3 separate regions of the Sus scrofa genome follow, and regions 1 and 2 are each linked to region 3. The links are chromatin contacts, called in public HiChIP or PLAC-seq and promoter capture Hi-C maps. All regions are on one chromosome and are shown on one strand. The core of a region is the stretch at or near the end of the contact, and the rest is flanking DNA. Distances in the headings are between cores, read along the strand shown.

What was found. Promoter capture Hi-C pulls out the DNA fragments that hold promoters and counts their contacts. HiChIP or PLAC-seq counts read pairs in DNA pulled down with a chosen protein or histone mark.
Region 1: an H3K27ac HiChIP or PLAC-seq map of skeletal muscle shows a contact between it and region 3, with 4 times the contacts expected there. The contact joins the promoter of MTFR1L here to the promoter of SYF2 in region 3. A contact is called at or near these places in 2 of 5 promoter capture datasets (fetal skeletal muscle and liver), 3 of 47 Hi-C or Micro-C datasets (liver, mesenteric adipose tissue and omental adipose tissue) and 2 of 2 datasets of contacts at active chromatin or transcription factors (alveolar macrophages and skeletal muscle).
Region 2: a promoter capture Hi-C map of liver shows a contact between it and region 3, with 4 times the contacts expected there. The contact joins the promoter of AUNIP here to the promoter of SYF2 in region 3. A contact is called at or near these places in 2 of 5 promoter capture datasets (fetal liver and liver) and 1 of 2 datasets of contacts at active chromatin or transcription factors (alveolar macrophages).

Annotation. Positions count from the first base shown.
Region 1 is chr6:83,263,614-83,266,704 of Sscrofa11.1, reverse strand. It overlaps MTFR1L (mitochondrial fission regulator 1-like), which reads right to left and starts at 1,354. Exons shown (of 7, transcript XM_021095596.1): 1 at 1,216-1,354.
Region 2 is chr6:83,315,001-83,318,255 of Sscrofa11.1, reverse strand. AUNIP (aurora kinase A and ninein-interacting protein) reads left to right here and starts at 1,614. Exons shown (of 3, transcript XM_013999063.2): 1 at 1,614-2,039. The coding sequence starts at 1,956. It also overlaps the pseudogene LOC110261117.
Region 3 is chr6:82,841,476-82,844,920 of Sscrofa11.1, reverse strand. SYF2 (pre-mRNA-splicing factor SYF2) reads left to right here and starts at 1,437. Exons shown (of 7, transcript XM_021095593.1): 1 at 1,437-1,557; 2 at 1,780-1,890. The coding sequence starts at 1,531.

The DNA.
Region 1 (3,091 bases), core at 105-2,604, 420 kb before region 3:
CTCCAAACTCACCTCCAAACTCAGTTGGACCTAACCCTCACATAACAGCCAGAGGCATCTTTCTAGAACTCCTGGCTAATCATGTTCCTGTCATGCTTAAAACCCACTGTGCTTGCTAGAGCCAAGAGGATAACATCTAGACTCCTCAGCATGGCTTGCAGGGCCTCGGCAGTCAGGCCCAACCTCATCTTCACCCTTCTCTGTCCTGTCTACCCACTCACCGCATTCATCCTCCAGGGCCTGTCCACTCTGGCCCCCGCACACTTCATAGCCACACCTGCTTTCCCCTTGCCCTCCAACCACACTGGCCCTTCAGCCCTTCGATGGTCTTGTCTACACTATTCCCTCTGCTTCAAACACCAACACCCTCTTCACCAAGTTCATCCTTAATCATTCTTGGAGCTCAGCTCAAGCATCGCCTCCCCTTCCCTGACAGTCACCCCGAGGCACCCTGCGTTTCCTTTGGGGTCCTTCAGCAGTATCTAGGTAACGGTGTGCCGTGAAGTTTGCCCCAAGGGCGACGACTTCCCAGCAGGGCACAGCGCCTGCTCCATACACGGTAGGCACTTGAGCATTTCATTTGTCCAATCGAGAAACGGACGAGAACGCCGAGTTCAACCCTCCACCCCACCCCAAGTGCCCGGCTAGAAGACCCCCCAGCTTGCTGGCCGCGCTGGCCGCGCTGGCCGGCTCCGACCACTTCTGCGCCCCCACAGCCCCTTCCGAGGCTGCCGTCCCAGTGTTTACACACGGCCTCCCGCAGGAGCCGCAGCGCCTCCCGAGCGGGGCCTGGTCCCATCATCCCCGGTCTCCGCCGCGCCGACACTCTGCGCGACCCCAGGGACCTCGCCCGGGACACGCCTCCCCTCCCCCGCAACAGCCCGACCCGACAAGGCCAAGGTCGGCCAAGTTCTTGCCGCAGCTCCGGCGGCCCTTGGACCCACAGGCCCGGGGCCGGGTCCCGGCAGGAGCGAGGGGGCGTCCGAAACGAGCAGCCTCTGGCGCATCTGGGTGACTCCGGCGAGCAACTGCCTCCGGGGACTCCGTTTCCCCCCTGCCGAGTGAGGTGGACAACAGTGGCTGCCGCGAGAACCGGCGCGGGCACCGGAGCCGCGGGCACCGAACGCACAGCGCCTGGCATTCATTAGGCTGCGCGACGGCCGGACCCGGAAAGCCGCGCTTCCACTCTGGGGCGGCACTCGCACCTAGTCTCACCTCAGCCTCCGGCTCAGGACTCTCACCTCACGGCCCCTCCTACCGTAGCGGGCCGCCCAGCCTCTACCACCCTCACTTCCGCTGACCCGCCCCCCGGAAGCGATCCCTTGCAGCTGCGCACCGAGCCGCGGCCCCGCGCGCCCTGGGCAGGCCAGCCGCGGAGGGCGGGGCGGCGGCACGTGCCGATCCCGAGGGCGGAGACAAGCCCCGAGGCCACGCCCCCTGCCGTCCGAGCCTTGGGGAAAGTTGATCCCCGAGGTCCGCCCAGTCGCATCTCCCGCTGGTCTCGGCCTCCTTTCCCTCCTTACCACTCTCCACGCTTAGTCCGGCTCCAACCTCTGGAAAGGGCCTGTGTTGCTGCTTGGCCCCCACATTGATCGGTGTTTGCTCTTCCCAACTGTAGTGCAAACTTCAGAATCCTCCCTCTGGCATCCAAGGCCCCAGATTTAGTGCTTGCTTTGCCCCATCTCGCCCTGGTGGCTTCACAGTTCATACTTCCCAGCCAAGACCCTCTACAGTCTTCTCTGCGGCAAGAATGGGCCTTTCTTCCTCTGACTCTGCTCTCCAGGGCTTTGTAGCTTTCTTCTATTTTAGCAGTTAGGTATATCACAAAGACACACACAGGTATACTCAGTGAGTTGGATGATCAGATGGCTAGACTGGCAAGACACCAGATGCTTTGGGAAAGAGACTCACATTCCTTCCAGACTCACTCACCCACTCCCTCTTTGTGCTCAAAGCCTCAGAGTCCTGGTCTCCATGACATCCAGGCCTGGGTCACATGTCCTCATCTGACCTCAACACGTGGCTGTGCTTGGCTTCCAGGCTATAGTTCTTTGGTTGCAAGTCCTAGCTGCCAGAGACAGACTGGCTTCTTGGGGAGAGAAGCTGTGCATTCACACAGGCCTCACGCTCAGACTAATTGGTGCCTGCTGTTGCCCTCTTGAAATTAACAACAATTTTTTTTTTTTTTCAACAAAGGCCCTGCGTTTTCATTTTGCACTGATCCTGTAAACTCTGTAGCTGGCCGTGGTCAGAGACGGTGTCCACCCTGATCCCACCATATTTTAAATGATGAAATTTGGCTTCCATTTCCAACCCTCTTTCCAGGATGACAAACATGCTTTAACCATTACTTTCCTGTCCTGGGCAATGGCAGATCTTGCGAATTCGCTCTAGTTGCCTTTCCTTGGTGTGACAGATGCTATCTTGGTTCTTCATGAAGATCCCTTTTACCCAACCAGTGAATCATCCCCCAGCAACTCTACTGGCTGCTCACAGCTGCCCCATTTTCCAGAAAATTGCCCTTGCAGGAGGGAGAATGGAAGCCCTAACCTGGGAAGTTACTCTACCCCATAAGCCAATGACTACTAAAGGGTACAAGAGGCCAGTTTGGATGGCAGTGTGGGTTATGCTCCAGAGCCCTGCACCAGCAATCTGGCCAAGACTTGGCTCTGAGACTCGATCTCTGCTCAAGGGTTTTCCTTTTCCCATTCTACTCCAATCCTTCTTTTACAAGTTTCTCTTAATGGTCCCACCCTCAAATAAGAATTACCCTCAAAAAAGAATTAGCTAATGCCTGTCTCAGGCTCTAATTCTAACATGATGGCTTTAACTTCAGAATCTTTCTCAACACAGAGCATCAGTTTCTAAAAATAATTAAGTTGTACTATGAAGCCTATAACAATTTTTTTTCCTATTTATTTTATGGCCACACCTGGGGCAAATGAAAATTTCTGGGCCATAGATCAAATCCCAGCCCCATCTGTGACCTATGCTATATAGCCTGGGCAATGCCAGATCCCTTAATTCACTGCACCGGCCGGGGATCAAACTCAAACCTCTGTGGTTGGATTCTTGACCTACAGCTTAACTA
Region 2 (3,255 bases), core at 365-2,864, 470 kb before region 3:
GTTGGCACCTTATTCACTATGTATGTGAACTTTTTTTTTGGTGGGATAGGTAGAGGCAGTTTTATCACTAAATAAGTTTTAGAAATTAAAAGAATGTGGGAATTCCCATTGTGGCTCAGGGATAATGAACCCGACTAGTATCTATGAGGATGCAGGTTTGATCCCTGGCTTTGCTCAGTGGGTTAAGTATCCGGCATGTAGGTTGCAGATGCAGCTTGGATCGCAAGTTGCTGTGGCTCTGGCATAGACCGGCAGCTGTAGCTCTGATTCGACCCCTAGCCTGGGAACTTCCATATGCTGCATGTGTGCCCCCCCCAAATTAAAAGAATGTGGGAGTTCCCGTCGTGGCGCAGTGGTTAACGAATCCGACTAGGAACCATGAGGTTGCGGGTTCGATCCCTGCCCTTGCTCAGTGGGTTAATGATCCAGCATTGCCGTGAGCTGTGGTGTAGGTTGCAGACGCGGCTCGGATCCTGCGTTGCTGTGGCTCTGGCGTAGGCCGGTGGCTACAGCTCCGATTCAACCCCCAGCCTGGGAATCTCCATATGCCGCGGGAGCGGCCCAAGAAACAGCAACAACAACAACAACAAAAGACAAAAAAGACAAAAAGACAAAAAAATAAAAAATAAAAAATAAAAGAATGTGTTTAAATATATACTTTGACAAAGATTTCAATTTTGGACTTTCAATCAAGGATCTTTATGTTAACTTTTTATAATGTTGTTATATGTTAATGTTTACACTATTGCCATTTCCACAGTACACAAGCAATATAGATCAATATATGTACAGTGAGGGAAATTAGGAAGTACAGGTAAGCAAAGCAAAAAAAAAAAAAAAAAATCCTGGATGAAAAAAAAGTAACACTCCATTGCTAAAATAACCTGTTATATATATTACATCTATAGAGATTGTGGTTACAGATAAAAGAAGGATGGATGGGTTACCAGCGTTTTTTGCATTTCTGAAGAGCTTTCAGAATATACAAAATACTTTCACAAAACTTAATCTTTAAAATCCAACGCCATAGAGTAAGTGGTGAAAGCAGGACTGAAAGCTAGTTCCTGACTCCAAATTTTTAGTTTTCATTCTCCTTAACGTTTTCTAAATCCTCTCCCATGTGGTTTCATAGTTAAACTTTTTTTTTGTTTTGAATTACAAAAGTAATCCATTTAGGGTAGTCTTGAGGACCCCAGCTTTGGAGTTGGAGGACCAGAGCTTCAGCTCCTCCTCTTCCTTTTGAGATGTTCTTGAAGATTCACCTGTGAGACATGGCAAACTCTGAGCCCTGATGGTTATAAGAAAGTGCAACTAACTCAGCAAAAAGAAAACGCGCATTCCTTGTGCAACGTCGGGAACACGTTCATATAGCACAGTTTCAGAATACAATTCTTTTTTTTTTTTTGGTGCTTCTTAGGGCCGGACCGAAGGCATATGGTGGTTCCCAGTCTAGGGATCAAATCGGAGCTATGGCCCCGGCCACAGCCACAGCCACCCTGGATGCGAGCCGCATCTGCGACCTACACCACAGCTCACACCACAGCTCACAGCAACGCCGGATCTTTAACCCACTGAGTGACGCCAGAGATCGGACTGCGTCCTCACGGATGCTCGTCACATTCGTTTCCGCTGAGCCAGGAAGGGAACTCCCGGAGTACAACTCTTGAATGAGAAATCCGTAAAGAACGCGCCTTGGTAACTGGAAAGGCTCACGACGAATCAGATCTGTTGAGGTGGTAGTGAAGGTATCCATCCCATTGGGCTTAGGAGAGGGGCGGAGCCTGAGCTGGGGCGGAGCTGACGCTGGGGGCGGTGCCTGCGCCGGGCGGACGCGCCGTTGCTCCACCCCCAGCGTTGGCGCGAGATCTAAACTTCGGCGGGGTCTGTTATGGTGGTTCCCTAAGGCGGCCTGAGACTCAGCGGTGAGTTGCTTCGGCTTGTTCTCTTCACCGGCCATGAGGCGGAGAGGCCCGGAGGAGGAGGAGGAGGCCTGCGGCGTGTGGCTGGACGCGGCGGCGCTGAAGAGGCGGAAAGCGCAGGTGGGGTGTCGGGGCCAGAGGGGTTGGTGGGGAGGGTTTGGGGCCCCGAAGGCATGAGAAGGGAGGAGTTTGGGGGGGACAAGAAGGTGATGGGGGTAAAGTCGGGGGCCGAGTCGGAACAACTTTGGAAGTTTAGGGGAGAGAGGGATTGGAGTCTGAAGAAGGTTGAAAAGCAGGGTTTGGGAGGAGTGAAGAGAAAATGGGGGCGGAAGGCAGGCAGGCCGTGGAGGGATGTGGAGACCCTGGGGCAGCGAAGTTTCGAGGTGAGGGGAGAAGGTGGAGGGAAAATTTGCCCGGAAGAGCGTAATGGAGCAGACTCCTTAGGAGCTCACAGCCCCTACGGGACGGTAGCTGAGGATGAAGTGTGGAGGGCTGGCTGCTTATGCAAACTTGGCTAGTTCTTGCCCTGTGGGTCCCTCCTTGCCAGGTTGCCGGCCATTTACCTGCCCAGAACTTGTAAACTGTAGGGGGTAAAAAATAGATGAGACTGGAAGGGGAGCTGGCCTGATATTTATTGAGCATCCTCTGGGTGCCAAAAATACTGTGTTAAGTATTTAATGTGTATTATATGTAGCATCTCCCTTAGCGGAATAAGGAAACGCAGGTGAGGTAATTAACCCAGGTTCACCCAACTAGGAGAATTGAAAATTACACCCAGGTTTGGCACATATGCAAGAGTCTCTGTTAGTTATTACAGAAAAGCAAAAGGATGCTATAATAGTTCATGTTTATTGAGCATTTTAAGCTGGAGATTGTGCTATTTCAGATGAATTACCTTGTTTGGTACTCATCTACACAGTAGTGATATAATGATATTCATTTTACACTTGAAAAATAGCTTCAAAACAGACCCTAAGGGCAGGATTCTTCCTCAAGTTTATTACAGTCTTGTGGGGGAAGAAAACAGATGTATACATAATAGCAATATGTAATTTATTGAGTGCTTACTATGTGTCAGGCACTTTGCTGGTATATCACATGCCTTATAAGTGGCAGATACTCAAAAAGTTTGGTGAGACAATCTCCAGGTGGTGGTGGTGGTGGAGGTGGTGGAGGGGGAGCCTGTTTTTCCCCAGAGCGGCCATAAGCAAGCAGAACCAGGTGATCTACATGGGGCTAGTCAAGTCGGCTTTCCTGGCCTGTTTCAAGGAATGGGTTGGCTGCAGGGAAGGGACCCCTGAAGAAACCAAGGAATCCTGCCTCAGCTCCCAGATGA
Region 3 (3,445 bases), core at 188-2,687:
CCTTCCTGCTGCAGTACAAATCCTAATAAAAGTCATGCCTGAATTTCTCATCTGTCCTCTTATCAATTTCTACTGATTACACAGTCTAAGAACCCTGGTCATTAATACTACCCGCAATATTTGTTTTGTTGTTGGTTGTTTTGGTTTTTTTTAGGGCCGCACCCAAGGCATTGGAGGTTCCCAGGCTAGGGGTCCAATCGGAGTTACAGCTGCTGGCCTATATACCACAGCTCACGGCAACACCAGATCCTTAACCCACTGAGTGAGGCCAGGGATCGAACCCGTGTCCTCATGGATACTAGTTGGGTTCGTTAACCTCTGAGCCACGACGGGAACTCCGAACTTAAAGATTTTTGTCATGGTATTTTCCAGTTCCAAAAAACAAAAACAATAACCCACTGAGATTCTGACAGAATAACATCACATTTATACTGAGATACCCTTGTACTATTATGTTTATATTTTGTCTTCCAACCAGAAATCCCTTCGTTATTAATGGAAATTTAACTTTTTTTTTTTCTTCTGTCTTTTTGCATTTTCTTGAGCCACTCCTACGGCATATGGAGGTTCCCAGGCTAAGGGTCTAATCGGAGCTGTAGCCACCAGCCTATGCCAGAGCCACAGCAACGCAGGATCCGAGCTGTATCTGCGCCCCACACCACAGCTCACGGCAATGCCGGATCCTTAACCCACTGAGCAAGGCTGGGGAACGAACCTGCAACCTCATGGTTCCTAGTGAGATTCGTTAACCATTGCGCCACGGCGGGAACTCCCTGGAAATTTAACTTTCTGTATTTCAAATTATTTCATTTCTTTCTTCCGGCTATCATTCAAATCTTATATCTAGGTATCTTTTCATTTGGAGGATTACTTTTTCATTTCCACCTCTAATTAAGTTTTAGTGAAGAAAAAATATTTTCGTATATTCCTCCTGTTTCCAGAATCTTACCGAATTATATTAATATCTTCAACTCTTATTAATTCTGGCTCAGTCTCCCTGCTAGGCACGGAAGAAGGAACAGGACGGGACAGGCCCTGCTCTCCTGCAGTTTATAACGTTGGGGGAAAAGAAAAAAGAACAGATGAGAAAAATATCTTAAAATACTGCCATATGACGGTCCCTAGGGCCTACGCGAAACAGCGTCGTCAGGGAAGACCTGCTTCGGAGGAGGTGACACGGAAGCTAAGCGCTAAAGGGAAAGCCCTTTCCGTTGAAGAGTACAATACACAGTTGAGGCGACTTTGCACCGTACCCCCATTAGGCCATTCCTACCCAGTCAATCTTTCCGCAACACTTCACACCCTTTTCCAACTCGCCCCTCCCCGTCCCCGGGCCTTTTGCGGCTGCGCAAGGCCTTGCCCAATAGAAAACCTCTCACGTCTGAAAGAGGCAAAGATTCGTCCCAATTGCCTGAGGCTTCCTGGAAGGGGCGGGACTTACGCTAGTTACTAACCTGTACTGACGCGGCAGTCCAAAGGCTGGCGGAAGTGCTCCGAGTTGTTGCCGGAAGTGGGAAAGGAAAGGCTGTAATGGCGGCTGCTACTCTGGTCGAGAAGGTAAGTGACGCCGGCCTTACCCAGGGGTTTTAGTTAGGGCGCCGGTGGTTGGCAAGGGCGAGAGGTGGAGGAGATGCTTGTGTTTCAGACTAGGAAAGTACAGCTACTGTGGGGTCTGGGTCGGCTCTGAGCTTCCGGCCTGGTGGGACTTGTGGGGAATCGCTTGGGCCTTCCGGGAAGAAGTCGAACTGGCCCCACTCTAGCCTGTCCTCCTCGCTGTAGGTGCCGGGGAACGGCGCAGAAGAGCAGCAGCCCCCACTGGGGCCCGAGGAGCTAGCCGCCCAGAAGCGCGAACAGAGACTGCGCAAATTCCGGGAACTGCATCTGAAGCGGGTGAGTAGCCAGAGAGGCCCGCTGAGACCTTTTACCCGGCCGGGGCCGTGCGCGTTTCTGGAGGGACGAGGAGGCCGCGCCCGCGCGTGTGACAGGCCCGCAGGGCAGGATAAAAGTTCCGTTCCGGTAGTTCTCAACCCTCGCAGTACATTGGAGTCACTTTTGGAAAGGGACATGCTCTCTCCAGCCCTCCTCCCACCCACATCTGTTTTAACTTAGTTGGGCTGGTTTGGGCATTTATCTTACTAACAACCTCCCTGCTGTGTGATTTGTATAAACTCTTCATTGTATCTAGGGAAATATATATGGAAGAAACTCGTCCATGTTAGCAAGAGTTGGTTGTCGCTTCATTGAAAAGTACTCAGCAAATCTCGGAAAGTCTGTAGGGTCAGTAGTTCAGCTAGTTGGTGGGGAACCAGATGAGTAAGATAAGGCCTCTGTTCTTAAGTCGAGGAGAGAATTTTCTGGCTAGAAATTACACTGTTGTTAAAAAATTATATTGTAAATATTGTTAAAAAATATATGTTGTAAAATTGAGATAGGAACAAAGAACCTTGGGAGTGCAGAGGAGGAGATATTGTTGCAGTTTGGGGGACCTCAGGGAGTGTCTCCTATAAGAGATGACACCTAAACTACTGCTTGAAAGATGAGTAAGATATTAACATAAAAATGAAATGTCCAAAATATTTACACAAAGGCGGAGTTCCCATTGTGGCTCAGTGGTTAACAAATCCGTCTAGGAACCAAGAGGTTGTGAGTTTGATCCCTGGCCTTGCTCAGTGGGTTAAGGATCTGGCGTTGCCCTGAGCTGTGGTGTGGGGCGCAGATACAGCTTGGATCCCGCGTTTCTGTGGCTGTGGCGTAGGCCAGCAGCTACTTCTCCGATTCTACCCCCTAGCCTGGAAACCTCCATATGCTGCAGGAGCGGCCCTAGAAATGGCAGAAAGACAAAAACAAAACCAAAATATGTACACAAAGGGAAGAAATGCAATGGAAGAGAATTCATATCTGAGATAGGAGTCCAGCAAACAATTGGCTACAGTTGGAGCCAAGAAACAAAAAAGCATTTCTTGACTGTTTCAACTCAGTGGCCTGACAGCTTTGCCATGGTTTCATAAAACTCCCAACATCACTCTATCACTCTATCAGAGTGTAACAAAAACAAGACTGTGCCAACCACAGAAATGACCACACAGCACCTTCTTCTGCTAACACCAGTGACAAGTACAACTAGTCTCACTCAGTTACCTTGGCTCCTATATGAAAACTAAAGATACCAATCATAGAATGTCCTGGCTTTCTTACAGTGCCTGATTCAGAGCAGAGTCATGCTTCTTTAAACCTTGTCCCCCTAGTCACCCAATACAAACTCAAACCCTGAAAATAGCTCCTTCTAACATCCTCTCACTGAAATGCCTACAGTTCTCCATGGTTTGCTGTTTCCTTGAGTGCAACACACACACCCCTTTGACTACATGTGTCTTTTCAACTGGAGGGCATTGCCAGAGCAAAGAAGAGTGAGTGATGGTTATTGAGAAGAATCTCTCTCTTTACC